Linked DNA regions of Mus musculus: regions 1, 2, 3 and 4 are each linked to region 5. A link is a contact called in public HiChIP or PLAC-seq and promoter capture Hi-C data. All regions are on one chromosome and are shown on one strand. Each heading gives the region's core, a stretch centred on a gene start, on an enhancer-like site or on the middle of the called end of the contact. The rest is flanking DNA. Distances are from core to core; before and after follow the strand shown. Region 1 overlaps Idh1 (isocitrate dehydrogenase 1 (NADP+), soluble). Region 2 holds the start of Cryga (crystallin, gamma A). Region 3 holds the start of D630023F18Rik (RIKEN cDNA D630023F18 gene). Region 4 holds the start of Crygd (crystallin, gamma D). Region 5 holds the start of Fzd5 (frizzled class receptor 5).

Region 1 (4,802 bases), core at 1,987-4,486, 420 kb before region 5:
AGCCTGACCTAAAGCTCCTGGTAGTTCAGAGCCGTACAGCAGGGTCTCCTGTGAATGTGTGCACATGAGACCCCACTGCAGGCTACCCTGAGCACAGGCAGCACCAGGAACCTCAGTCATGGCCCACAGATTTGTAGCTTTTTAACATTAATGAGTTCTCTTCTAGAAGTGTGAGTAGCATTACTGTGATTTGTTTTTAATTACCTCCTGCCTTGTCAGAGAAAAAACTAAATTTCTTTCTTTTTTCTCCCACCAGTGTACAACGTTCTGACTACTTGAATACATTTGAGTTTATGGACAAACTTGGAGAAAACTTGAAGGCCAAATTAGCTCAGGCCAAACTTTAAGGTCAAACCTGGGCTTAGAATGAGTCTTTGCGGTAACTAGGTCCACAGGTTTACGTATTTTTTTTTTTTTTTTAGTAACACTCAAGATTAAAAACAAAAATCATTTTGTAATTTGTTTAGAAGACAAAGTTGAACTTTTATATATGTTTACAGTCTTTTTTCTTTTTCATACAGTTATTGCCACCTTAATGAATGTGGTGGGGAAATTTTTTTAATTGTATTTTATTGTGTAGTAGCAGTGTAGGAATTATGTTAGTACCTGTTCACAATTAACTGTCATGTTTTCTCATGCTCTAATGTAAATGACCAAAATCAGAAGTGCTCCAAGGGTGAACAATAGCTACAGTATGGTTCCCCATAAGGGGAAAAGAGAAACTCACTTCCCCTGTTGTCCATGAGTGTGAACACTGGGGCCTTTGTACGCAAATGTTGTACTGTGTGTGGGAGAGCTATACAGTAAGCTCACATAAGACTGGAACAGATAGGATGTGTGTAGCTAAAATGCATGGCAGACGTGTTTATAAAGAGCATGTATGTGTCCAATATACTAGTTATATTTTAAGACCACTGGAGAATTCCAAGTCTAGAATAAATGCAGACTGGAGGATTCTGCTCTTTGATTTCTCTTCTCCTGTGACCCAGCCTAAGTATTATCCTACCCCAAGCAGTACATTTCACCCATGGGCAATAATGGGAGCTGTACCGTTTGGATTTCTGCTGACCTGCTGCATTTCTTTTATATAAATGTGACTTTTTTTTCCCAGAAGTTGATATTAAACACTATTCCAGTCTAGTCCTTCTAAACTGTTAATTTTAATTAAAATGAAGTACTAATGACTCTTCTTTGAAGTGTTTATTATGTGTTTTTATTTAAAAAGTGTTTTTCATTTCTTTTCCTATTACTGTAATAAGATACCTAGATAGAAGCATTTTAAAGGAGAAAGGGTTAGTTTTGGCAACAGTTCAAGGTACACTCCCAGTGTAGCTGGGAGGTCAGGGTAGCAGGAGCTTGAAGCAGCTGGTCCTGAAGTAGAGAACAAGGAATGCATGCTAGTGCTCAGCCTAGAAACCAAGATGGCGCTTCCCCTAGCCCTTAACAGAAATCAGAGAATCCCTAGTGTATATACTTAGAGGCCATATCCCAGGTGATTCTGGGCTCTGTCAAGTTGAAAAGTAACACAGACACAGACACTAGATTATATCCTAGCCATGGGAATTTGATTTGAAAATATTTTTTCTCTTAAGAAGTCTACTGTGAGACAGCTGTGGTGCGTATCTGTGATCTCAGCACTTGGGAGGCAGAGGCAGGCAGATCTCTGAGTTCCAAGCCAGCCTGGTCTACAGAGGGAGTTCCAGGATGCCCAAGGCTACACAGAAAAACCCTGTCTCCAAAAACACCAAAACAAACAAAAACGTTTGCTGAGGAGTGAGGTACATGAATTAACAGACAGTGAGGGGAATCTGCTCTGGAAGCACAGAGTAGTGCTGCAAGATCCTGCTTCCAGTGTAAGGAAAAAGGACAGACCTAAGGGCCTAATAAACTATCAGCAGACACTGCATAAACTAAAGAATGTAGGCATTGCCCTGTAAGTTAATAAGGAGACAGTGAAGATTTCTAAGAAGGGAAAGACATGATATGTTTTCAGTCTTAAAAACAGCACTCTTGGGGCTGGAGAGATGGCTCAGTGGTTAAGAGCACTAACTGCTCTTCCAAAGGTCCTGAGTTCAAATCCCAGCAACCACATGGTGGCTCACAACCATCTGTAACAAGATCTGACACCCTCTTCTGGAGTGTCTGAAGACAGTTACAGTGTACTTACATATAATAAATAAATAAATCTTAAAAAAAAAAACAGCACTCTTATAAATGATGTTTGGTGAAGGGGGGAAAGGATAGCAGACACTGGTGAGGGAGGAAGACTGCTTAGGAGGCAACTGTTAACACATTAATTGAAAAACGTTGAAGATCCAACTGGCAGGTGCACTCAAGAAAATGGGATAGAATTCTGAGATCCTAGAAGGGGTGGATGGGGCTGGAGACACAGTTCAGTTAGTAAAGTGTTTGCAAGAAGACATGAAGTCAATCCCCAAATACACAGAAAGAAAGAAGAAAGAAAGAAAGAAAAAGAAAGAAAGAAAGAAAGAAAGAAAGAAAGAAAGAAAGAAAGAAAGAAAGAGAGAGGAAGAAAGAGAGAGGAAGAAAGAGAAGAAAGAAAGAGAAAAAAAGAAAGGAAGAAAAGGAAGGAAGGAAGGAAGGAAGGAAGGAAGGAAGGGGAAAGGAAAGGAAAAAGAAAGAAAGAGGGGGAGGGAGGAGAGAGAGATGGATGCTGCATAAGGAATACCAATCATCCAAGGCTGACCTCTGGCTTACCCATGCACACGTGTATATGCCCATACATGTATGCATAAACACAAGTTGAGTAGGTTTCTCTATAAGCAAGAGATGTGGGTGGTGAGGGAGCAGTAGGAAGCCTTCCTGGCTTCTTTCTCAAAACTAAGAGAAGGCTCTTCTCATCCCAGCACCTTCAGTGGAGGAGGCTCTGCGAATTTGGACTCTCCTACCTCAAAAGTCCATTAGAACCAGTGACACGGTTCACCCAATAAAAGCACCTGCCACCAAGCTTGACAACTTCAGATTGCCTTCTGGTACCTAAATGTTGGAAGGAGAGATGCTGACAGTTGTCCCCTGACTCTAACACATGCATGACCCTCCACCACTAACCCTCCAAATAAAAGGGGGGAATTTAAAAATGTAGAACAAAAAAGTCAATGCGTGGAGTGGCTGTCTCTCATTTTCTGGCCTGCCCTCCTGGCAAGCTTGAGCTCAGGCTGTAGACACTGCCTATACGTGAGGCCTTCCAGAATCCAAGCAGGCAGTGATGCAGTATGCACATCTGAACTAGTTTCTCCGTGCTACCCACATGGTAACTCCAATCTAAACCTACAGTCACGGACCAGCTCTCTTGCCAAGAAAACCTCACAAAGCAGAGGAGGCCCATGCGGCATGGGCACTTCATCCCAGACAGCACAAGTTACAGACAACCATCTGACCGATTCTCAAGTGGGAGAAGGTTCTAGTGTCCATCAGTTTCCCCAGATGACCCTAGGGCAATGGGGGGAAAAGCATATTGTTTCTAGCTGAAACTATTAGGAGAGCCAGGCACACTTGGGAGGCAGAGGCGGGCTGATCTGTAAGTTCAAGGCCAGCCGATTCTGCAAAGTGAGCTACAGGATAGCCAGAGTTACAGAGAAACCCTGTCTCGAAAACAAAAGAAAAACAAAACAAAACAAAACAAAAGCCTATTAGGAAAACAGGACAAAAGCAATACATATTTTAATCTTCTATATAAAAATGTAAGGCATTTTTACCAAAGATCATAAAACTCCTAACTTGCACTTGAAGCTGACCTCAAACTCACTACCCTGGCTCATTTTCTCAGAGATCACAGGCAGGGATCATCATATCCGCTCTCGAATGTTTTCTAATTAAGGTGGTTCTTTCTAAGGTCAAGGCCAGCGTGGTCTCAGACTGGTGAGATCCAGGACAGCCAGAGCTACACCTGTCTTGAAAAAAAACAAACTAAAAAGTTCTAGACTTAAATTTTACATTCAAAAAATAAGTGTCATCTTGGGTGACGGTATGTGTCCATGGTCTCAGCTACTTGGAAATCTGAAGATTAGAGGATGACTTGAGAGCCAAAGTTTAAGATCAGCCTCAGCAACATAACAAGACTGACTCTTAACATAAGAGTTGTCAACAAGTTTATATTCACCTTGCCTTATCTATGCTTACTAACTTCTGTTTGGACTTTTGACTGTTAATACTTTGATAATTATTACAACAGCCATTTCACCCTTTATTGGCAAGGTCATAATTTATGAAGCTTTGTGTTTAGGGAAGGACTTGGGGAGTAGAGTATTTACCTACTGCCACTGACCCTCCTCCGTTTAATGATGAGCTCTGCATAAAGTCAGACATAGTGGTATAGGCCTGGAGCTGAAGGCAGAGCATCAGAAGTTTAAGGTTATCCTCCAATACAGAGCAAGGTCAAGGCTAGGTACTATGTGAGAATCTGTTACAAACAAACAAACAAAAGGATGAATCCCATTTCTACTATCTTTTGTTTCATAGACTCTTCATGGTAGGTGGTAGCTATCACTACTAATATGTTGTAAGGAAGGACATGAAGGCAGTGGAAGGAGCTTTGCTTGAGACTACAGAATATGTCAATGGCCATTGGCAAAGGGACTTCAGGAGTCCTGACTCAGCAAAGCCTTGTCTCTCTCCACCTGTTTGTTTCAGGTTTGGAAGCTTAGGAGGAAGAAACAGTGTGGAACAGAACAATGGCTTTGGACTGGGTGATCTCTTCACCCCTCCTGCTCTCAAAGATTCTGGGAGTCACTCAAATGAGTGCCACTACATTGCCCAAGCCCAGCATCTGGCCAAGAGCCAGT
Region 2 (5,030 bases), core at 1,662-4,161, 370 kb before region 5:
AACTTAGAGAAATGTTGCCATAGAACCAAGGACACAGATTCACATATATGTTGCTGTTTGTCCCACCAGCTTAATGTCTTTCTCTTTGTCTACTCTCCCTGCTGTCTTTTGTTTGTGTTTACAGACACTGAAAAACAATCTTTCCTGAGCTATTAAAACTTGTACATACCCTACCAACTCACCCTGTATGTTTTACTTTGTAGCCAATTATTAACGTCAGAATCTAAAACATTGCTACCTTTATCTAATCTATCACCCAAAGAGCATTTTATTTTCAAAAAATAAAATAAAATAATGTCCCCTATAAGGATTTAATGTGAGATCGCATATTGCCTTCAGTTGAGAAATACAACTCATTTTCAGATATTTCAGAACCGTTCTGTGGAAATCCTTTCACATCTACACGAGTCTAATCCCTCTCTGTTGGTGTCTGATATTTGACCTTAACTCCAATAGAAAGCTGGTGTATGTGTCTGTGTTATACAGATGTGCTTGGTACCAAAGCCATCCTTTCATTCTGCAGGTCACTTAGAAACGTGGACTAGTGCTGTGGACGTGTAAGAGCTTCTAGGAGCAGCCAGGATGCCTCGCCTTAAAGCTACAGCTGTCACCAGCACCCACTTCTTCTTCAGTGAGCTCTTAATGCAAACTGCATTGACTATCATGTTTGCCACTGAGCCGTCTTCTTTTGGAAGCATATTGCACACCTGCATTTTGACAAAAAGGAGAAATGTGTCTATCCTCTGCTATTTCATTCTGTGTCTGGAAGACTACTGGAGCATCCAGAGGGGGTTCACTATTTCTGGGTGGGTCCAGACAATCTGACTTTGATACACATCTTAGAAAATGTGTATCATTAAATATAGCATAGAATTCTGGAGAAGGAGGTGGTTTTCCAAAAGTTTTTAACCCCAAATAAAACCAATTTCTCATTAGCATAACTTTCAGAGAAAATGTAAACTCATTCCACTTCAATAAAGTTTGAAAAGAGAACTGGATGTCAGCTCTTTCTGGGTAGAACGCGATGACCAATGGGGAAAGAAAATATGCTGCTCTTTCCTGGCCTTTGCCAAGTGCCAACAGGCACATGGCTCAACCAGTTAGCAAAACAACTTCATCAGGTTAATGTCAGAACACATCACACTGTCTCCTCTTTCTTAACAACTGGGCCAACCATCTTTCTGCGCGATGCTCTTGGTGCCACATGCAAACTCAGGGGAGTTTGTTGACCTCTTCTGAAAATATGAGGTACTCCCACGTGGGGTGGTGGCTGGGGAGATCAATGTGGGCCTTTCTGCCTGGGGCTTAATCACAGTTGAACTTGAAGTTCACCAGGACACTTGGAACACTAGGATGGAGGCAAAAGAGGACATCAGTGGCCTGTAGCCCTTTCCAATGCTCCAGCCACTGAGGACTTGGCTCAGTCTGCTTCTGCGACGCTTCTCTATGGTCTGCTTCTGCGCAGCCTCGCTATGGTCTGCTTCTGCGCAGCCTCGCTATGGTCTGCTTCTGCGCAGCCTCGCTAACTATGAGAAGACGATTCTTGCTCTCCATCCTTTCACGGTCTGTCCATGCCCTGTAAGTGATGCCTAAGGATTTTCATGCAGCTATTGTGCCTGCATTGCTAACTCTAGTTGGGTGTCCTCATGGACATGGCTTCACTACCTAAAATATGCACAGAATGGGATGACAGCAGACATTCCAAGGCTGGACCATCCTCCATGCCTGCAATTGAGAAGCACATCAAGTCAGTTATGACTGCCATCCTGGCTCAGGGAAGCCGACAGTTTGGTGAGGGGGAAAACAGACAAGTCAGAGCACTGGTTTTATGAACAAAAGGTAATTCTGGAAGAAGCGGGGTGGCAGGAAGAACGGCTGTCTTCTCCTAAACAGTGTGCCTCAGATTCTTCAGAGAGCTTTTCATTTTAGACCAAGAAGAAGTGTTTCACTTTATCATCATCCCAAGCATATATATTATATTTATTGATTTTACTATTTTCATCCACTGAATTTGGTGTGTGTGTGTATGTGTGTGTGTGTGTGTGTGTGTGTGTGTAAAATTAAAAAATTTTTAAATCAAAAGAAAGAAATAAAATGAAGACCTACGGGGCTGGTGAGATGGCTCAGTGGTTAAGAGCGCCGACTGCTCTTCTGAAGGTCCCGAGTTCAAATCCCAGCAACCGCATGGTGGCTCACAACCATCCATAACGAAATCTGATGCCCTCTTCTGGAGTATCTGAGGACAGCTACAGTGTACTTATAAATAAATAAATAAATCTCTAAAACAAACAAACAAACACCATTTTTTAAAAAATGAAGAAAAAAAAATGAAGACCTACATATACACTTACCACTCACTGATGACCATGGCTGACATTTTAGTCTATACACAGGTCTAATCTTTTTATCTTAAACACGTGAAAGTTTTAAAAACATCAAACCCATATTCTACAGATAAAGACACACAAGTGTTTTTCAATTAGAGAAATGTATTGGTTTTTCTGCTGCTACCTCTTGGCTCCTGAGAGTGCCTCTGGAACTCGTGCTTCTCATGAGCTCCCACAAATGGAGGCCCCACCCTCCACCTCAGCAGTTTCTATAGGCAAACACTGCAAAATGCTGGGTGCATAATGCATTTCGAGCGCGCTGCATAGGGTGAGAAGCGCGCCCTTTGTCTCCAAGGTCATAATGGCTCTGCTGACTTGAATTCCTTTCACTGAGATAGTGAGGACAACTCGAAAATGCCAGAGAGAACGAGAGCCCCCTACCCCATGATCCCAAATGACAAAGCGCGAGGACACAGAAATCCCCTTACACATCCCCCCAGGCCCCTTTTGTGTGGTTCTTGCCAACACAGCAGCCATCCTGCTGTATATATATCAGCTGCCACTCCTGTCCCCATCATACTCAACACTGACCATTTGCTGTCAACAACGATGGGAAAGGTGAGCCAAAGGAGAACCCTCCCCGAGTCTGTTGAGTGCCCCCTCTGGGTGGGGGATGCGCCTTCGAGTTGACCATGTGATGTTACACCGTTTCTTCCTTTACAGATCACCTTCTACGAGGACCGCGGCTTCCAGGGCCGCTGCTATGAGTGCAGCAGCGACTGCCCCAACCTGCAGACCTACTTCAGCCGCTGCAACTCCATCCGTGTGGACAGTGGCTGCTGGATGCTCTATGAGCGCCCCAACTACCAGGGCTACCAGTACTTCCTGCGTCGCGGGGACTACCCTGACTACCAGCAGTGGATGGGTTTCAGCGACTCCATCCGCTCCTGCCGTTCCATTCCATACGTGAGTATTGCTTCAGCCTGGCTGATGTGAGAGAACACTAGGTCTTCCTGATGGTCAGTTTGTTCCAGTTCGTGTTCTAATGCCCTAAGCAAGGCTAGGAACGCGTGACAAGTGCTCACAGTTATATCAAGACCCGACTCTTAAGGCTAAATAGAATATAAGCAATATATTATTTCTTACTTAAGGGCATTAGTGTTTTAGGACATAAGAAACCACAGCATGACCTTTAAAATTAATCTTGGCCGAATAAATACATACCCTTCAGCCATAAAAGAAGGAAATCCTATCATTTGTGATGACATGGATGAACCTGGAGGGCACTGTGCTAAAAGAAAGGAGTCAAGTATGTAGTGATAAAGGCCACAAGTTCTCATTTTTATGGGGGATCTACAGCAGCAGGTTTATGGCAAGAAGATCAGGCTCGTTGATTTAGCTCAGCAGTAGTGTGCTTGTCTAGCAGGCATGCAGCCTTGAGTTCTGTTATCAGCACCAGGCATAAAAATATAGAGGCTAGGGCGGCAACGCAGAGGACCAGAGGCTTGGAGTGACAGTCAGAAAAAGAAAAATTGCTGCTGGAGAGAACTATGATCTAGACATCTACTGTATAGCACAGTGATGACTGTTCATGTTATGTATTAGAGTTATTAAAAATTGCTGAAAGGTGAGGCTGGAAGATGGCTCAGTGGTTAAGTGCACTGCCTACCCTTCTAGAGGACCTGGGTCTGTTTCCCAGTGCCCACAAGTGGCTCACAACTGTGCGTGACTCCAGTCCTAAGGAATGCCATGCTTTCTTTTGGTCTCCATGAGCTCCAAGCACAACTCACGTAGTGCACTTACAAACATGCAGGTAAATATTCATAGCCATGAAATTAAAAGAAATATATCTTAAACACACAATAAAAATGCTGAGTGGATTCTATGTATTCTCAGCACAAAAATAATAATTATGTGGGGCAAATGTGTATTAATTAGCTAGATTTAAGCATAGTGCTTACTTTAAAACACCATACTATGCCTAATAAATACACACAAAATATCTGTCAAATTTAGAATACATTTGAAAATTCAATTAATTAAGCTTGGTTAGAGCTAGTGTATTCTGATTGTTTTGGTGGTGAGTTTTTCTTACTATACACTCTCACACTCACCTAAAGCCTAGAACAATGGGTGTCAGCTCATGTGGTTTTGTATTTTTTATGAATCATTATTGACTAGTCTCTCATGAAACAGGTGATTAGAGTTTCATGAGATATGATCTACATCACCAGTCTGAAGGGCAGGGGGTAAGAAAAAGAAAACGAAAAAAAAGAAAAAGAAAAAGAAATGTATGTGGACTCAAAATAAATCCGAATCATTGCATGTCATGCATACAAAAGACAGCGTCAAAATAAGCTTGGTAGGCCCTCCTTAGATTTGGGAACAAAACACCCATGGAAGGAGTTACAGAGACGGAGTTTGGAGCTGAGATGAAAGGATGGACCATGTAGAGACTGCCATAGCCAGGGATCCACCCCATAATCAGCATCCAAACGCTGACACCATTGCATACACTAGCAAGATTTTATTGAAAGGACGCAGATGTAGCTGTCTCTTGTGAGACTATGCCGGGGCCCAGCAAACACAGAAGTGGATGCTCACAGTCAGCTAATGGATGGATCATAGGGCTCCCAATGGAGGAGCTAGAGAAAGTAGCCAAGGAGCTAAAGGGATCTGCAACCCTATAGGTGGAACAACATT
Region 3 (4,734 bases), core at 106-2,605, 390 kb before region 5:
TGTGTTTGTGAGAATATGTGTGTGTGAGTGTGTGTGTGTGTGTGTGTGTGTGTGTGTGTGTGTGTGTACAGGTGTAATCTTTACTAAGACAGCTACGGAACTATCACAAGTAGGAAAGAGACAGACTGAGAGTGATTTAAAACCAAAGCAAAACTGGTTCCCATGAGTGTAGAATGATCAATGCTTGGTCATTCTGAATTTGATGGCAGAGATACACAGCCTGGAGACCACAGCAAGAGTGGCAGTTAGCGTCTGAGCTGTCTGCTGGTAGACTTCCTTCTTGCTAGGAAAATGTCAACTCTTGTTCATTCAAGGCTTTCAACAAGTTAGGTAAGGCTACTCAAATCATGGAGGGACATATACTTTCCTTTAATGTATAGTTTAAAACGTAATGTTTACATGTTTATTTCATTTAAATGTTTCATCTCATCCAAAAAACAATTTTATAAAAACATCAGAATATCATTTGCCCAAATATTAATAATAGTAATTCAGCTACGATGATTCATCAAACTAGCCATCACAAAGTGCTCCAAATCTTTCTAAATTAATATAAATGATGCTGACAGATTTAGTTTATAGTCATATTTGTTGCTGAGTTCCTTCATTTATTAGTAACAATTTGTGTGTGCCATTTCAGACACATTTCAGCCTTTGATCCCATAACCTTGCCTTTGATTTCCAGTTCAAAATAAAGGATGGCACTGAAGGAAGACATTTGCCCCTATTGTGTGAACTGTCAAATGACCTCCCAGCTATGGGGATATGGATTAGTTCCATCATGAGCTGTTACTCTGTCGTGAACACACTGGGAGTCACCAAGTTGACCCCCACACAGGACACTTCCAATGCGTTCAGATCACAAGTCAACATGTTAGGGTGGTTCTGCCCAAAGAGCCTTGCCAATTGCTTCAGGAACCATCTCTGTTTTACAAGGTTGAGAACTGTGAGGCTGCACACACACTGAGTGTCAGAAAAACTTGAAAGAGGGCAAGTGAGACAGCTCAGCAGGTCAAACTACTTAAACTCAGACCTCAGGACCTGCGTTCTATCCCTGGATCCCACATGATATCCCTTGACCCTTGCCCTCTGACACTTGTCCTTCGACAGCCACACATGTGCCATGGTTCATGCACACCTACACTCATATGCACAGGCAAAAATAAGTTAGTTACTAAGCTTATTTTTTAATTAAAACTCGAAAGGAATGATATCTCAGATGGGCACAAGGTTCAGGGCTAGCCTCCAGATCACTTTCTGCCTAGAACTTGCTGGGTAAGAGGTCTGAATTCTGGATGGTCTTGGATCCCTTCCACAGCCTCAAACTCCATGACTGGTATTTGTAGCAACAGCATCCCTAATCCACATCCCCTCTGATTTGCTGCTGTAGTTTCTGGGCTTGCAGAAACTGCTCTTCCTAAAGGCTATCGGTGGATGTCAAGCTGCAGATACCTGCTCAGCCACAGCCTTCCGTCATGGAAAGGAGGCTTGTGAAGCAGGAGGTGAAAAGGCTGCTGTGAGTATTGCCGAGAATAACTTTCGTTTCTGAGCCTTGCGTTTGGAATGCTCTCACGGATGGTTCTTAGATTGGCAGGTGGACAGAAAGCTAAGGGGGGGGGGGTATCATCTCTCTGCTCTGCTTGGGGGGGGTATCTCTCTGCTCTGCTTGGGGGGGTATCTCTCTGCTCTGCTTGGGGGGGGGGCAGATGCTTTAGTCTCTGTCTCCTGCCACACAGGCACATGTGGTACAGGGCAGGATGCAGAATCTCTTGGCAAGATGCTTCTGCAGGAGAATGCATGTGCAAGACACCTCTTACAGCCTAGGGGGACAGGATACACCGCTGAAATGGGCAGCACTTACTGGCAAAAGGTATAAATCCCTAAATGTGCCTTAGGGCCCAGTATCTGACGCTTTTATTGCCAAGCTTAGCAAACAAATGATCCCTCTCTGTTGTTTTCTTGACTTCTGAACTTTCTTGACTAATAAAAAAAAAAAGATGAAGTTTCCCATACATTTTTTCCATCCCATTCAGTTTTCCTTTAACTGGATACTTTTCAAATGTTGATGAAAAAAATCACAGATCATACAACAGGAAGTCTTATTTTATTCTGTATACATTGTTGGCACAACATGAATATGTTTTTCATCAAAGATCTTATCATAGATACCATCGAATGTCCTTTGCCTATGAAAGTGAATGCTTTTACTAAATCTATAAGAAATTCTAGAATAAACACGTACAGAATTCATTCATGTTTATGCATGTGTGTTTGGATGCTAAGATAACAACAATAACAAAAAACAAACAGTAGTTTAAAAGGCAACACCAAAAAACACTAAGAATGCCAATTCTGACAAGTATGGTTGTGATGCCTTTAATCCTAGTCCTTGGGGGGGGGGGTGCAAAGGTTTGTGGATCTCTATGAATTGATGCTGATCTGGTCTACAGAATTCTGGAATAGCCATGACTCATAGAGACCCTATCTCAAAAAAAAAAAAAAAAAAAAAAAAAAAAAGAATGAATGGATAACATGTAAATAAGTGAGTAAGTAAGTAAATAAATGAATAAATGAGTGAATAAATATTTTCTTGCTGCACATGCTATCTTCTGTGTGTGTATGTTAGTGACTAATGCTAGTGTGTTCTGTGGGAAATTTTACAAAAAAATGTACGCTTTATTGTCATGGCCTGTTCTTAGAGTACAAATACCCGTAAGAGATGTGACTGCTTCTATCTCCTGAGTGTTTGGATTAAAGGTGTGCACCACCATGCCTGGCAGGAAATCTTTTATTTTATGCAATGGCTTTTAGCCCTCCTCTTGCAAAAATCTTTTCTGTATGTTGGCATTTTGAATCCTTCCTTTTTTTTTAAACTGTAAATTATTCTAACAATGTGTCTAATTTTAAGATAAATGTGATTTAAGTTCATTGTGATTAGATATTTTAAACCTGCAGCCTTTGGAGATCACTATGTAAGCCAAATTTGGATGTTAATAGCAACTAGGCCATGAGTGACTTCTGTTGCATTTTTGTCTTGGGGGTGTGCAGGGGCAGCAGGAAGAAAGCCTCTTTCTGAGGATGGAACCCTATGTCGCCCCCAAGAGTTTAATGCTGCTCTCTTGCTTTTCAGGGGAGAGTATATCGGAATCAGACTTCGGGAAAATGAATTTGATCCTAAAGGAAGAGGCCAACTCACCTTTCTAGATGATATGGTAAACCAAGTCACGCTGGTGCGATTCCCATTGCATTCTGTATGTAATAAGGGGAGAGGATAGGTATCAAATGTATATGTAACTGACATACACACACAAACACACAGACACACAGACACACAGACACACACACACATGCGTGAGCGCGTGCACATGCATGCATGCATACACACACCCTGTCCCCTTCCTAATGCTTTTCTCATCCTGTGGTTGTCTCTATGATCATCTTCACCCACTAAATAGGACACGAAATGAGAATGAGAAAATAAGCATAGTCAAGAAAAGATTTTAAAACCAACGACTGCAAGATAAAAAATTAATTCAAAATGGTAAGCCCTTGACAAAATTAGCAATAGTGTAGTTCTCAACTCTAAGCACTTACCATCATTGGCATTAGTGGAGAAGGCTAAGTGATACACGATCCTAGAATCCATTGTGTTATTCATACTAAGCCCTGGCTCATGTGAAGTTCTGCTAGCTCGTCACACAGAAAATAGAAAAGAACCCACAAAAAGATATAACCCAAAAAAAGTCAGTGAATTCAGTTTACACCCTGCCCATGTGTTATCCTCCTGCTAGGAGGGATGTGTCTCTTTTCCTCAGTTTCCCTCTGAGTAACGCCAAGTTTGTAGCTAAGCCTGCCTCTCTGTGTGCCCACATCACGAAGAGGCATCAAACAGATCATTACTGGACTTCTCAAACTTTAATGAGGTATTGTTACAGCGCCATTTCTATTCTGGAGGTCAAGGCTGGCTTTGTATTTCTAGTGAGCACGACCAGTGTGACTAACCCAGGCATCAAACTCCAGATGAGGTTTCAACAGAATGACCAGGGTCCAAAACCCTTATTTATTATTTAGGCTGGCATTTATTCTCTGGAGAATGTCATTACATGATTGAGGAATTCTTAGAACCTTAAACGAACCCAGATCTACCTTTGTTTGCCCAGATGAGGGGTGGAAAGAAAATGTTACAAATAAGTGGTAAGCATATTTACTAAGTAAAAAGTTACAAACAACCAAGGAAAAGGTCATCACTGTAGTAAGAATCAACATGCAAATTGACTCTCAGTTTTGTACCAGGTGTGACAGCAATGGAGCTGTCAGTCACCTCTGTCTGACAGCTCCATTGCTCCTCCTATGTCCTCTAACAATAAACAGGATTAAAAAATTGTTCTCTGAGCCGGGCGTGGTGGTGAACACCTTTAATCCCAGCACTCGGGAGGCTGAGGCAGGCGGATTTCTGAGTTCGAGGCCAGCCTGGGCTACAGAGTGAGTTCCAGGACAGCCAGGGCTATTCAGAGAAACCCTGTCTCAAAAAACAAAAACAACAACAACAAAAAAATTTGTTCTCTGTAGCTTTCTTTCCTCATTTTCTCCTTTTGCTCTTTTAAAACTTAAGGAGACCGAGACCCAAGAAAATACTGGAAATTCTAGGGGGCCACATTCCCCAATTTCCTGTTGAGGGTTCCTACTACTCTGGACTACACACAGCAAGGAGCTGTTTAGTGGAAGATAAACTTA
Region 4 (5,255 bases), core at 558-3,057, 330 kb before region 5:
AGACGGCTTGGAAAGAGTTCTGCGTTTTAAGGATCTCATACCTGGCACACACTCACCTCACATACTACGTTTAACATGTGGGCATTGAGTCTAACATGACCTTGTTGTTAATGGAACTTTCTGCCAGCATTTAAACAGAGCCACACTTTGACCCAACCAATAGTTTTTCTGCTCTATAGGAAGTCTGGGGCATTGCCCTGGTTGGTTCAGCCTGGGGCTGATACAAAGCCATCACAATGATCCCCTTGTTTGGACAGATGTGTTCAAATATAATTCATGTCAACAAAGGCAGTGGATTCCCCTGATATACACACATATCCCCTTGTGGTATTTTCCTCCTGAGCCGTCCAGTCAGACTTTCTGTTGTCTGATAGTTGTCTCATATTTTACAGTTTTGGCCAGTCAATGCTCCCCCCCACCCCAGAACCCTAGACTCAGAAACAACTCTGACAAACTTAACATTGCTCTCAATATGTATTTCATCATTGGAAATGCTCTAATTATAATGACTATCTGCATGAGACATCCTGTCTGCCTATCCTCCACTTCCATAAGGGAATCTGTAACATGTGTCTACATGTGATCAGAAAGCCAGAAACCAGAAAATAACCCTTGAGATCATCGTATTGCATATAGTTGCAGTTTCAAGTTTGTTAAGTCCCCACTTAGAAAAATAGACGGGGTGCAAGGCACGGCAAGGTCCTTCCGTGTGGTAACGGAACTGTGAATAATTCTTTGAACATGAAAGAAGCTAGACTTGACAGACATCTTCCACTCTGGTGCTCTTTCCAGCCCATCGAACTTTTCCAAGCCAATAAATCCACCCTGAAGTCTTTCTAGATGGCGGCTTCTGGGCATTTATCCCTTCCTCTCCGGCTGCACTGCAGCCATGATCCTCTAGTCCGTTACCTCGGAGTGAAACGCTGTCTTCGCCTGTCCTCCACAGAACGAAAGTGTCCGCCAGATCCCACCCGACCCTGCACCTTGGAAGTTAGTTTTCTTTTATCTAAGAAGGTGGATCTAAGGCGTGATGGGGTTTGTGTGTGTGTCTTTGGTGGGTCAGGTTTTCTCACTTCCTCAGACTTTCTCTTTTAGTTCTGTGATTAAACATCTTGAAACTATTTTCCCTTTCAAATGCCAAACCATGCATTGCCAAAAAGAGATGGCCTACTTTGCCTCCTCCTTCCAAACAAAGTCACAAACAATACTGAAGACTGTGTTGGCCCTTTTGGAATTTTGGTTTGGTTTAGTTTTTCGTTGTGAAAGTGTGAAATTCTCTGATCTCCCTTGGTAAAAGTAATCCCATTCGCTACAATCGTTAATTCTAAAAGGACTTGATCTCCCATGGACTTGAAATTTTCACCATTCAGTTGAGTCTATTTCTTTCCTATTAATCCATGCTCAGGGTTGGGGAAGTAGTTCAGTGGATCTTACAGACGGCTTACATTTACCACATTAAGACGTTGTCTGTTCCCCAATTACACGTTTTTGTTTTGTCCAACTATACAAAGAAGAATGTGGTCTATCGATGAAATGGCTGAAGCCCTGCTTCTATTATTAAATAAACAATGTGCCAAATTACTTTTTTTTTTTTCAAACAATCTCATTAGCATCAGCTAGTGATCACAACCTGAATACTCCAGAGTGAATAGAACCAAAGCCCACAATGAATCCCGTGGGCTATGACAGCAAAGAGAAAAGAGGAGAACATGAACGTGCCCTGCCCCCACGCGGGCCTCTTTTGTGCCGTTCCTGCCAACGCAGCAGACCTCCTGCTATATAGACCCTGCTCCCAGCCCCACACACTCAACAGCACCATCCCATCCGACCTGCCAACACCAGCCATGGGGAAGGTGAGCCCAGGGCATCCTCATTTTGGGAAGGGACCTGCCCTGGGGGCCAGGCCACATCAGGCCTCTGAGCCCTGCCTTGCCTTGCCTTACAGATCACCTTCTATGAGGACCGCGGCTTCCAGGGCCGCCACTATGAGTGCAGCACCGACCACTCCAACCTGCAGCCCTACTTCAGCCGCTGCAACTCTGTGCGCGTGGACAGTGGCTGCTGGATGCTCTATGAGCAGCCCAACTTCACGGGCTGCCAGTACTTCCTGCGTCGCGGGGACTACCCTGACTACCAGCAGTGGATGGGTTTCAGTGACTCTGTCCGCTCCTGCCGCCTCATCCCCCACGTGAGTCCAGATTCTCAAGACTGAGGCACTGAAGACCCTGACTGCAGTTGCCAGTATAAGGTTAAATGTTGAAAGCAGAGCTGAGCCTGCTTGTAAAGAAAAACCCATAGCTAGAATTAATTAGGTCAATAGTTCCCACAACATCCAAAAAGCAAGGTGTTACCCAGTTACAACTATTCTATTGGCCCCTACGTATTTGTGGCATAAGAACGCATTGGCAGCAAGCGGGCTGTATGAAATCTGAGTCCTGTCATGCAATCATTTAGGATGGAAAAATAGAATGGTGGCTACTGAACACAAGAGTAATTATGCTTAAAGTCCCCCTCCTCCTTTTTGTCCTCTACGTGCATATCTGGGGGTTCCTCCATCTAATTCGGTCGAAGTCCTTTCGACAGAGCAACACAGATGTTTTACAGCTGAAAAATGGCTCTTGTGCTTACTGATTTTATCTCTCCATTTTTCCCTCATTATATTTATAAATTATTAACTGAGCAGTCATTGTTGTCTGAGACCTAAAATATTGAATATTTTAATACATTTTAATATAAAAACATTTTCCCCAATCAGCAAACCAAGTAGTAAGAAGCTGTTGACAGTCATGATTTCTCTCTGGTGTTTGCTTTACAGTATGCTGCACAGGAGGTGGTTTGGGCCCTGCAGTTTCTGAACACACTCATAGTTCCTTCTCCAATTCATTTCCTCATACTTCCTGATCTTAGAAAAGCCTGGAATCTGCCCTCATAGTGACGAGTTTATAAGAAGTCTGAGTTAATTAATGCATTTTTTATCTAGTTCAAATGGCTTGATGCAGCTGAGGCCATCCTAACGCATTAGAATCGCTTCACCGTTGCTTTTTACTGTTTCTGGGCCTGCCAGGCCGGCTCTCACAGGATCAGACTGTACGAGAGGGAAGAGTACAGAGGCCAGATGATAGAGTTCACGGAGGACTGCCCCTCTCTCCAGGACCGATTCCACTTCAATGAGATCTACTCCCTCAATGTGCTAGAGGGCTGCTGGGTCCTCTACGACATGACCAACTACCGGGGAAGGCAGTACTTGCTCAGACCCGGGGAGTACAGGCGCTACCACGACTGGGGCGCCATGAATGCCAGGGTGGGCTCTCTGAGGAGAGTCATGGATTTCTACTGAATTGGTTTTTTTACTCTACCCTTTCTCCATTTGGACGCTAATAAAATATTTTCTGTGTGTTCCTGGCACTTATTTGCTTCTGTTTTTTTCTTTTGTCTTATCTCCTGTTTGCTTATGTTTATTGGTTCAAAACAGGGTCTCACTATTTAGCCCATGATAGCCTCAAATTTGTGATCCTTGTGTGTGTGTGTGTGTACATGTGTGCATGTAAATGTGCGTGTGAAGTGTGAGCATGTGTGTGTGATGTGTGTGATGTATGTGCATGTGTGTGCAATGTGTGTGCATGTAAGTATGTGATATGTGTGCATGTGCTGTGATGTATGTATATGCATATATGTGCATGCATGTGAATGTGTGATGTATATGCATGTATGTGATATGTGTGCATGTGCATACATTGCAATGTGTGTGCATGTGCATGTGTGTGCATGTGTGCACACATGTGTGTGATGTGTTTTACATGTGTACAACTCATGCATACAGAGGGTGGAGGTTAACCTGGTTGTTACTTGGTTCCCTTTGAAACAGGCCATTGCTGGCCTGGGCTTCAATGCATAGGTCAGAATGACTAGACAGAGAGGCCCAGAGAGATTCCTCCCTCTGATACCCTGATGCTTGAATTGCAGTCAGCAGCCATCATGCCAGGGTTTTCACATAGGTTCTGAGCATCCAACTCAGTCCTCATGATTGCACAGCAAGTACTGTATGGACTGAGCCATCGCTCTAGTTCAAATGTAAGATGCCTTTCAACCTCACTGTCGAAATTACAGATGTGCACCACCCTGCCCTGCTCACTGTTTTACTTAAATGTAAAATAATTTTTATTTTACACACACACAGACACACACACACACTCACACACAATGCAAGTGGCAACCAAACTGATGATTCATGAGTAAAAAAGAAAATTCTCACAATAGAAATATACCATCATATAAAGAGAACTTAGTCATTTATAAAGCATCTTTATGGGCTGGAAAGCTACCTCAGAGGTAAAGAGCACTTTTACAGAGGATCCAAGTCAAATTCCCAGCACCAATATGGTGACTAACCATATTGTAACTCCAGTTCCAGAGGATGCAACACCCTCTTCCGGCACAAGCAGGCATATGTTACATGAACATTTATGCAGGCAAAACACTCACGCAAAATAGCACTTTAAAAAAAAAAGGGAAATAACCTTCATACCACTGTTTTATTTGAGTTTCCAGACTTTAAAAAAAATGTGTTGCTTCCAAATGATTAGGAATCTGTTCTATTTTCTGTTTTTTTTGAGGAGTGACCATCTGGAAGCCAAGTTTAAACAGGATGTTCCCAACTTTAAAAATCAGATTTCTGAGACTGGAGACCATAAAGAGTTTTAGAGTATTTTCTTTTCCTTGTTGTCTTTTTTATGTGGCCAAGTGTTTTGCCTGAATGTATGTCTGTGTACCTTTTGTATGGCTGGTGCCCACAGAGGCTGTTGGGTCCCCTGGGACTTGAGTTATAGCTGTGAGCAGCAGTATAGGAATTGAACTAGATCCTCTCTTGGGAATAGCAGTCAGTGCTCTTAACTGCTGAGCCATCTCTCTGGGACTTTCAGAGAACTCCTGGTTCCCCAAACATTGTATGAAAAGGATGAGTTTGCAGATGTTTACCAGACTCCCTTTCTGCTGAGTTTGTCACCTGACTCCACTGTGGCCATTGAGAAGTAAGAGGAATGTACTTAGTAGAAGGGAAAACGTCCACTTGACCAACTGAAAGGGCAGATTCTCCTAACAGCATATCCCATTACTTTAATCATCTGACATCAAGAAGATGACAATTATAAAGGAAAGGACATGAAATTTTCAGAGATGCTGACCTTGATGTCTTCAAAACTCCAAATCAACATCAACAACCTTGAGACTTCTAGTAATGGGATCAAAATAAACCTGTG
Region 5 (4,924 bases), core at 1,854-4,353:
CTGGGATTATTGGCATTCACCATTTGCAGCTTTTAGTGGGTGTTGGGAGTTCTTATGCTTGAGAGAACGGACTTTTTGATTGAGCCGTCTCTCTAGGCCGGAAAGAACTCTTTAAATTGATTAAGTACAAATTGTATATGTTTATGACTACATCCTGCTGCTTAGATATAGCTATGTCTGCTGGGATGGTTAATTCAAACTATTTTAGCATATGTAACACATGGGTCTTTTTTCTTTTGTTTTCTGTTTCTGTTTTTGTTTTTTAAGTTTCCTGTAACCCAGGCTGGCCTCCAACTTGATCGCAGTCGATGATGGATGACTTTGAACTTCTGACCTTCCAGGCCCCACCTCTTAAATCCTGGGATTATAGGCATGAGGACAATGCCTAGTTTTAGGTGGTATTGGGAATTGAACCTGGGTCTTTGTGTTCGATAGGTAACTAAATGAGTTGCATTTCTAGCCCACATACTTATCTTTGTGTGTGTTGTGATAAGAACACTTAAAGTCTACTCTTAGTAATTTACAATTGTACCGCATTGTTATTAACTGTAATAATAATGAAGTATAAGAAATATCGACTGCTACCCTTTTTGTGGACTAGTTACACCCAATAAACCCAATGAGTTGTTCTGGTGACAGTTTCTGTATATGATTATTCCAAGCATTAAACGAGGCAAAATATTTAGCAGCCTGCCTGAGGTATGTTAAGTACTCAGCATACTTTAAAAAAACTATTCTGTTTTTAGATTTATCTTTAGGTGTATGAATGTTTTGCTTGCATGCATGCATGTGTACCAGGTCTATGCATGGCAGCCATGAAGGGTATAAGAGAGGAAGGACCAGCTCTCCTGGGATTGTACAGATGGTTGTGAGCCACTGTGTGGGTACTGGGAACTGAACCCAGGTCCTCTGAAAGAGCACACAATGCTCTTTAACTGCTGAGCTCCAGCCCCAATCAGCATATCTTAAAATAACCTTTAAGTAATATATGTGGGAAAGCAAAAACTAAAACAACACACACACAAAAAAAGATACACGTTTACTTTGTCACCTTTTTTGGATTTTGTTTTGAAACACAGACTGTCAGTGTAGCCCAGGTTGTCTTCAAACTCAGAATCTTCCTGCTGTCCCCCTATAGAGTGTTGGATTTAGAGGTCTGAGCCACCACACCCAGCCAACGTTCCCTTCCATTACTACTGTAACTACTTGGGATCTCTAAGCAAAAGTCAGATTTTTGTTGTTAAGGAAGGTTGACAGAGCAGTAAGACAGTAATGGTCTAGGCAGAACCAAGTGGAACAACCCAAGGTTCCTGGGTGAATTCCAGTGTGAGTAGTTTACATTCTCCAACTTCCAAATAATTTTTATTATTAGCCAACACTTGTCCATCGCAGCAACATACACAGCACATAAAGTGTAGCAGCCTCCCTTGGCATGTCGGCAGGCTGGACATACTTTCCACTACGGGTCCTTCCTTATCTGACTGGTGTGCTATAGTTTTTCACCCCTCCAATAATTCTTAGCCCGGGATGTTTCTAGACCCCGAGGGCCAAGCAGTTACTAAGAACTAAAGAGATTAAATTCTAGGGAGATAGAATAATAAAAGAGGTAGAATTCTAGGGAATGAAGCAATATACATTATAAACATTTAGCTGTGATGTCTGAGATTAAACACGGAGTTTCATTAGCCTCCACAACGCCTTGCTGATAAACTGAAGATGGCTTTTCAGCCCGTACAGACGGCACAGAAGACAATAACAACCCAACAGATCTCAGTCAGTGAGGCCAGTTCAGAGTCCTTCAAGTACTCCTATGCCCTCCCCTACTTCAAATCCCTCCCACTCCCCTCCCCCAGCGGAAGGAGGAGTGAAGGAGCAGTCTACAATTTAAAGCCTCTTCATAAGCGTGTGAACGAATTTCAAGCATGCTAAACACCTCGGTCTCCCAGCCTAATTAGAACTCGTAGAAGAGAGGCATTTGTGGGACATTTAAAACTTGGAGTATACTAACCCATCAGGAGAGCGCCACTGCGTGTCCCTGCGTTGACTGTGCGCAGCAGGTCTTTTCACGGTTCCCACTGCCCCAGTACGCCCCGGTTATCCGGTCTCAACCTCGCCAGAGTGCACAGCAGCCAACCCTGGGGGACCAAGCACCCTGAGCTGTACACTGCTCCAGTTCAAGAGTTTTTCTCTGTGGGCAAATTCGGATCTGCCAGGGATTATAAACCGCAACTGCTAAGGACTAACGTCTCTAGAGACTTCCAAAACTGGAAAGAAATTCATTCTCTTGTCACAAGGACAAGATTTTGTTATATATAAAAGGGCAAAGCCTGGGAAATATCGATATTTCTAAGGGAGGGGTGAGTGGTAAAGATTGTGAACTCTGCTGCCCAGCTTCTGGTTTGGGATTCCAGGTCAGAGCGCCTATTGTGTGCCAGGAGCTCGCACAGGGAGGGGCACAAGTTTGTCAACGTCTCTGCTGTCTTGTTAGCTCAGCTGTGTAGGTCAAGTTCTGAGGTGTTCTGGCCTCAGAATCCTACGGTATCCAGATCGCGTATCAAGGTGTAAACGATTAACTAACACGAGGTTGCTCATTAAGTACTAGCACGTCTGTCACCTAGCACAAGGCAGCTTAGAAAGAGGACAGGTGGCACAACCGAATTGACCTCTCATCCCTTTAAACAAGCGCCAGACCTCGATAAGGACACTCAGCTGGAGAGAGGTGGCCTGGTGGAGGCCCTGGAAGCCGGCGTTCAGAGAACAGAGCCCTCAGGAAAGTGAGCACCATCCTGGTGAACCACCGCAGAGAACTCCAGAAGGACTTGGGGCCAGGTTTCCCGCCCGGGTTCTCTGGGAGGACTCATTAGCATTGACCCCGCCCTCGTAACTTCCCGGTCCACTATTGGCCGACGCTCTTCCGCTGCCCGCTCCGGGCGGGGCCGCGGGGCGCTCGCGGAGAGGCCAGGACAGCGGGGCGGTGGGCGGGGACCCGGAGAGCGATTCGTGGGACGGCCCAGCTCGGGGCAGGGCGGGAGGGGGCGGGAGGGGCGGTCCCGGGGCGGGGCCTCCCGGCGGGCATTAGAGGCAGGTGACCCGGGCGGGGCGGGAGAGGGCAGTCAGCCTGCGGCCGCGACTTGTCCTCTGCCGTCGCGCACAGCTCGGAGCTCCCTGGAGGTGGGCGAAAGAGTGCGAGAGCGCGGGGGAGGAGCCGAGCGGGGCGCGTCCCGAGAGCGCCGCCACCGCCCCCCGGAGTCTGCTGGAGCGCGGAGCCCCCTGCAGGGGAGGCGGCGAGCGGCTGGCGGGACGCGGCGGCGGGTGCGGACTATGCAGTCCCCGCCCGACCAGCGCTGGCTGCTCGCTGTGCTGTGAGGTGGCGGGGTCCCCTCCGGCTGCCGCACCCCTCCGCGCAGTTCAAGTGCTGCCCGGCGCCCTTGCCCTTCGTCCCGGCCCCGGGACGCCGGTGGAAGGCACGGCCTGCCCCTGCCTTGCTCTGCCCGAATCATGCAGGGGGCCCCGAAGGAAGAGAAGGCGAGTGACCGGCCCGCGCCGCCCATGGTCGAGGGGCGCCCTGCTCTCTGAAACGCCCTCCACCTGCTGCCATGTGTCGCCGCCACAGGTACCTAGCTTGTCGTTAAACTTTCCCAGCTCTGGCCCGATTCGGAGTCGCGCGACTGAGGAGCCCGGCTGGTCGCAGACATCTGCCGCCCAGCAGGATCCTCCGAGGTGAGAGCCCGCGTCTTCCCAGTTCACCCGGTTCCTCTGCCCCCATCTCGGGGACTGAGCTCTCTGGCCCCAGGCACAGCCTGCAGGGCCGGGCCAGAAAAGAGAGGCGGGCGCGGGCAGTGGGGTGGAGGGGGTGGGGGCGTCTGAAGTTTGGTTCTAGGAGGAGGGGAGGAAAGGAGTTAATCTTGAGATTGGAGCTGGTTTGCGGAGACCAAGTGGTTGGCGCTCCTCTAAGAGGAGTGGTTGCGATTTTTCTTTTCCCCTACCTTCTCTTTTAAGAGTTCTGTCCTTGGAGTCGGAGCCCTAATCATCCCTCCAGCCCTATCTGGTGTGGAACTGAGTGCTGCCGGCGGAGGCAGCGCCTTCCAGAAACAGTTTATCTTTGGACGGATTTCTTTAAGAGAAAAAGAAACCAACAGGTTGCCAGCCCGGGCGTCACACTCAAGACTCCGGAGAGGGAAGCCCCGGCCGCAGATTCGTCGGCCAACGCAGACCCTCTCAGGCAGCGGGAGGCAAAGGGAAGAAGGAGACGATGGCTCGACCCGACCCGTCTGCGCCTCCCTCTCTTCTGCTGCTGTTGCTGGCGCAGCTGGTGGGCCGGGCAGCGGCCGCCTCCAAGGCCCCGGTGTGCCAGGAAATCACGGTGCCCATGTGCCGAGGCATCGGCTACAACCTGACGCACATGCCCAACCAGTTCAACCATGACACGCAGGACGAAGCAGGCCTGGAGGTGCACCAATTCTGGCCGCTTGTGGAGATCCACTGCTCACCGGACCTGCGCTTCTTCCTGTGCTCTATGTACACGCCCATCTGTTTGCCTGACTACCACAAGCCGCTACCACCGTGCCGTTCCGTGTGCGAGCGCGCCAAGGCCGGCTGCTCGCCGCTCATGCGCCAGTACGGCTTCGCCTGGCCCGAGCGCATGAGCTGCGACCGCCTCCCTGTGCTGGGCGGCGACGCCGAGGTTCTGTGTATGGATTATAACCGAAGCGAAGCCACCACCGCGTCCCCTAAGTCCTTCCCGGCCAAACCTACACTCCCAGGACCACCAGGGGCGCCATCTTCCGGGGGCGAGTGCCCCTCGGGAGGCCCATCCGTGTGCACGTGCCGCGAGCCCTTCGTGCCCATCCTGAAGGAGTCACACCCACTCTACAACAAGGTGCGCACCGGCCAAGTGCCCAACTGCGCGGTGCCCTGCTACCAG

Evidence for each region. Promoter capture Hi-C pulls out the DNA fragments that hold promoters and counts their contacts. HiChIP or PLAC-seq counts read pairs in DNA pulled down with a chosen protein or histone mark.
Region 1: a promoter capture Hi-C map of liver shows a contact between it and region 5, with 1.8 times the contacts expected there. The contact joins the enhancer-like site here to the promoter of Fzd5 in region 5. A contact is called at or near these places in 8 of 39 promoter capture datasets (the 3T3-L1 cell line, 3T3-L1-derived adipocytes, the C10 cell line and 3 more), 1 of 484 Hi-C or Micro-C datasets (embryonic stem cells), 3 of 115 datasets of contacts at active chromatin or transcription factors (bone marrow-derived macrophages, large pre-B cells and pancreatic cancer cells) and 1 of 9 other capture datasets (embryonic stem cells).
Region 2: a contact with region 5 is called in a promoter capture Hi-C map of embryonic stem cells, with 6 times the contacts expected there. The contact joins the promoter of Cryga here to the promoter of Fzd5 in region 5. A contact is called at or near these places in 6 of 39 promoter capture datasets (the 3T3-L1 cell line, 3T3-L1-derived adipocytes, embryonic stem cells and 2 more), 7 of 484 Hi-C or Micro-C datasets (the G1E-ER4 cell line, embryonic stem cells, erythroblasts and 1 more), 6 of 115 datasets of contacts at active chromatin or transcription factors (embryonic stem cells and stem cell-derived neural progenitor cells) and 1 of 9 other capture datasets (adipose tissue).
Region 3: a contact with region 5 is called in an H3K27ac HiChIP or PLAC-seq map of embryonic stem cells, with 2.9 times the contacts expected there. The contact joins the promoter of D630023F18Rik here to the promoter of Fzd5 in region 5. A contact is called at or near these places in 8 of 39 promoter capture datasets (the 3T3-L1 cell line, 3T3-L1-derived adipocytes, embryonic stem cells and 2 more), 7 of 484 Hi-C or Micro-C datasets (bone marrow-derived macrophages, embryonic stem cells, erythroblasts and 1 more), 4 of 115 datasets of contacts at active chromatin or transcription factors (embryonic stem cells and stem cell-derived neural progenitor cells) and 1 of 9 other capture datasets (adipose tissue).
Region 4: a contact with region 5 is called in an H3K4me3 HiChIP or PLAC-seq map of embryonic stem cells, with 30 read pairs. The contact joins the promoter of Crygd here to the promoter of Fzd5 in region 5. A contact is called at or near these places in 4 of 39 promoter capture datasets (3T3-L1-derived adipocytes, the HPC-7 cell line, embryonic stem cells and 1 more), 2 of 484 Hi-C or Micro-C datasets (Sertoli cells and embryonic fibroblasts), 7 of 115 datasets of contacts at active chromatin or transcription factors (all in embryonic stem cells) and 2 of 9 other capture datasets (embryonic stem cells and liver).

The regions. Positions count from the first base shown.
Region 1 is chr1:65,155,010-65,159,811 of GRCm38.p6, reverse strand. It overlaps Idh1 (isocitrate dehydrogenase 1 (NADP+), soluble), which reads left to right. Exons shown (of 9, transcript NM_010497.3): 9 at 257-1,196. The coding sequence ends at 347. Among named protein-coding and RNA genes, the nearest start is that of Idh1, 22 kb to the left of the region's middle. Within about 2 kb of position 3,236, at least 13 of the 459 cell types and tissues checked have an H3K27ac peak or open chromatin away from gene starts, as enhancers often do. A contact at or near this core is called in liver, where this site is marked.
Region 2 is chr1:65,101,244-65,106,273 of GRCm38.p6, reverse strand. Cryga (crystallin, gamma A) reads left to right here and starts at 2,911. Exons shown (of 3, transcript NM_007774.3): 1 at 2,911-2,945; 2 at 3,051-3,293. The coding sequence starts at 2,937. D630023F18Rik (RIKEN cDNA D630023F18 gene) reads left to right here. Exons shown (of 8, transcript NM_001285882.1): 8 at 524-989. The coding sequence ends at 545.
Region 3 is chr1:65,119,835-65,124,568 of GRCm38.p6, reverse strand. It overlaps D630023F18Rik (RIKEN cDNA D630023F18 gene), which reads left to right and starts at 1,355. Exons shown (of 8, transcript NM_001285882.1): 1 at 1,355-1,516; 2 at 3,131-3,212. The coding sequence starts at 1,476.
Region 4 is chr1:65,059,992-65,065,246 of GRCm38.p6, reverse strand. Crygd (crystallin, gamma D) reads left to right here and starts at 1,807. Exons shown (of 3, transcript NM_007776.2): 1 at 1,807-1,853; 2 at 1,946-2,188; 3 at 3,065-3,409. The coding sequence starts at 1,845. The coding sequence ends at 3,337.
Region 5 is chr1:64,735,929-64,740,852 of GRCm38.p6, reverse strand. It overlaps Fzd5 (frizzled class receptor 5), which reads left to right and starts at 3,103. Exons shown (of 2, transcript NM_022721.3): 1 at 3,103-3,720; 2 at 4,000-4,924. The coding sequence starts at 4,253.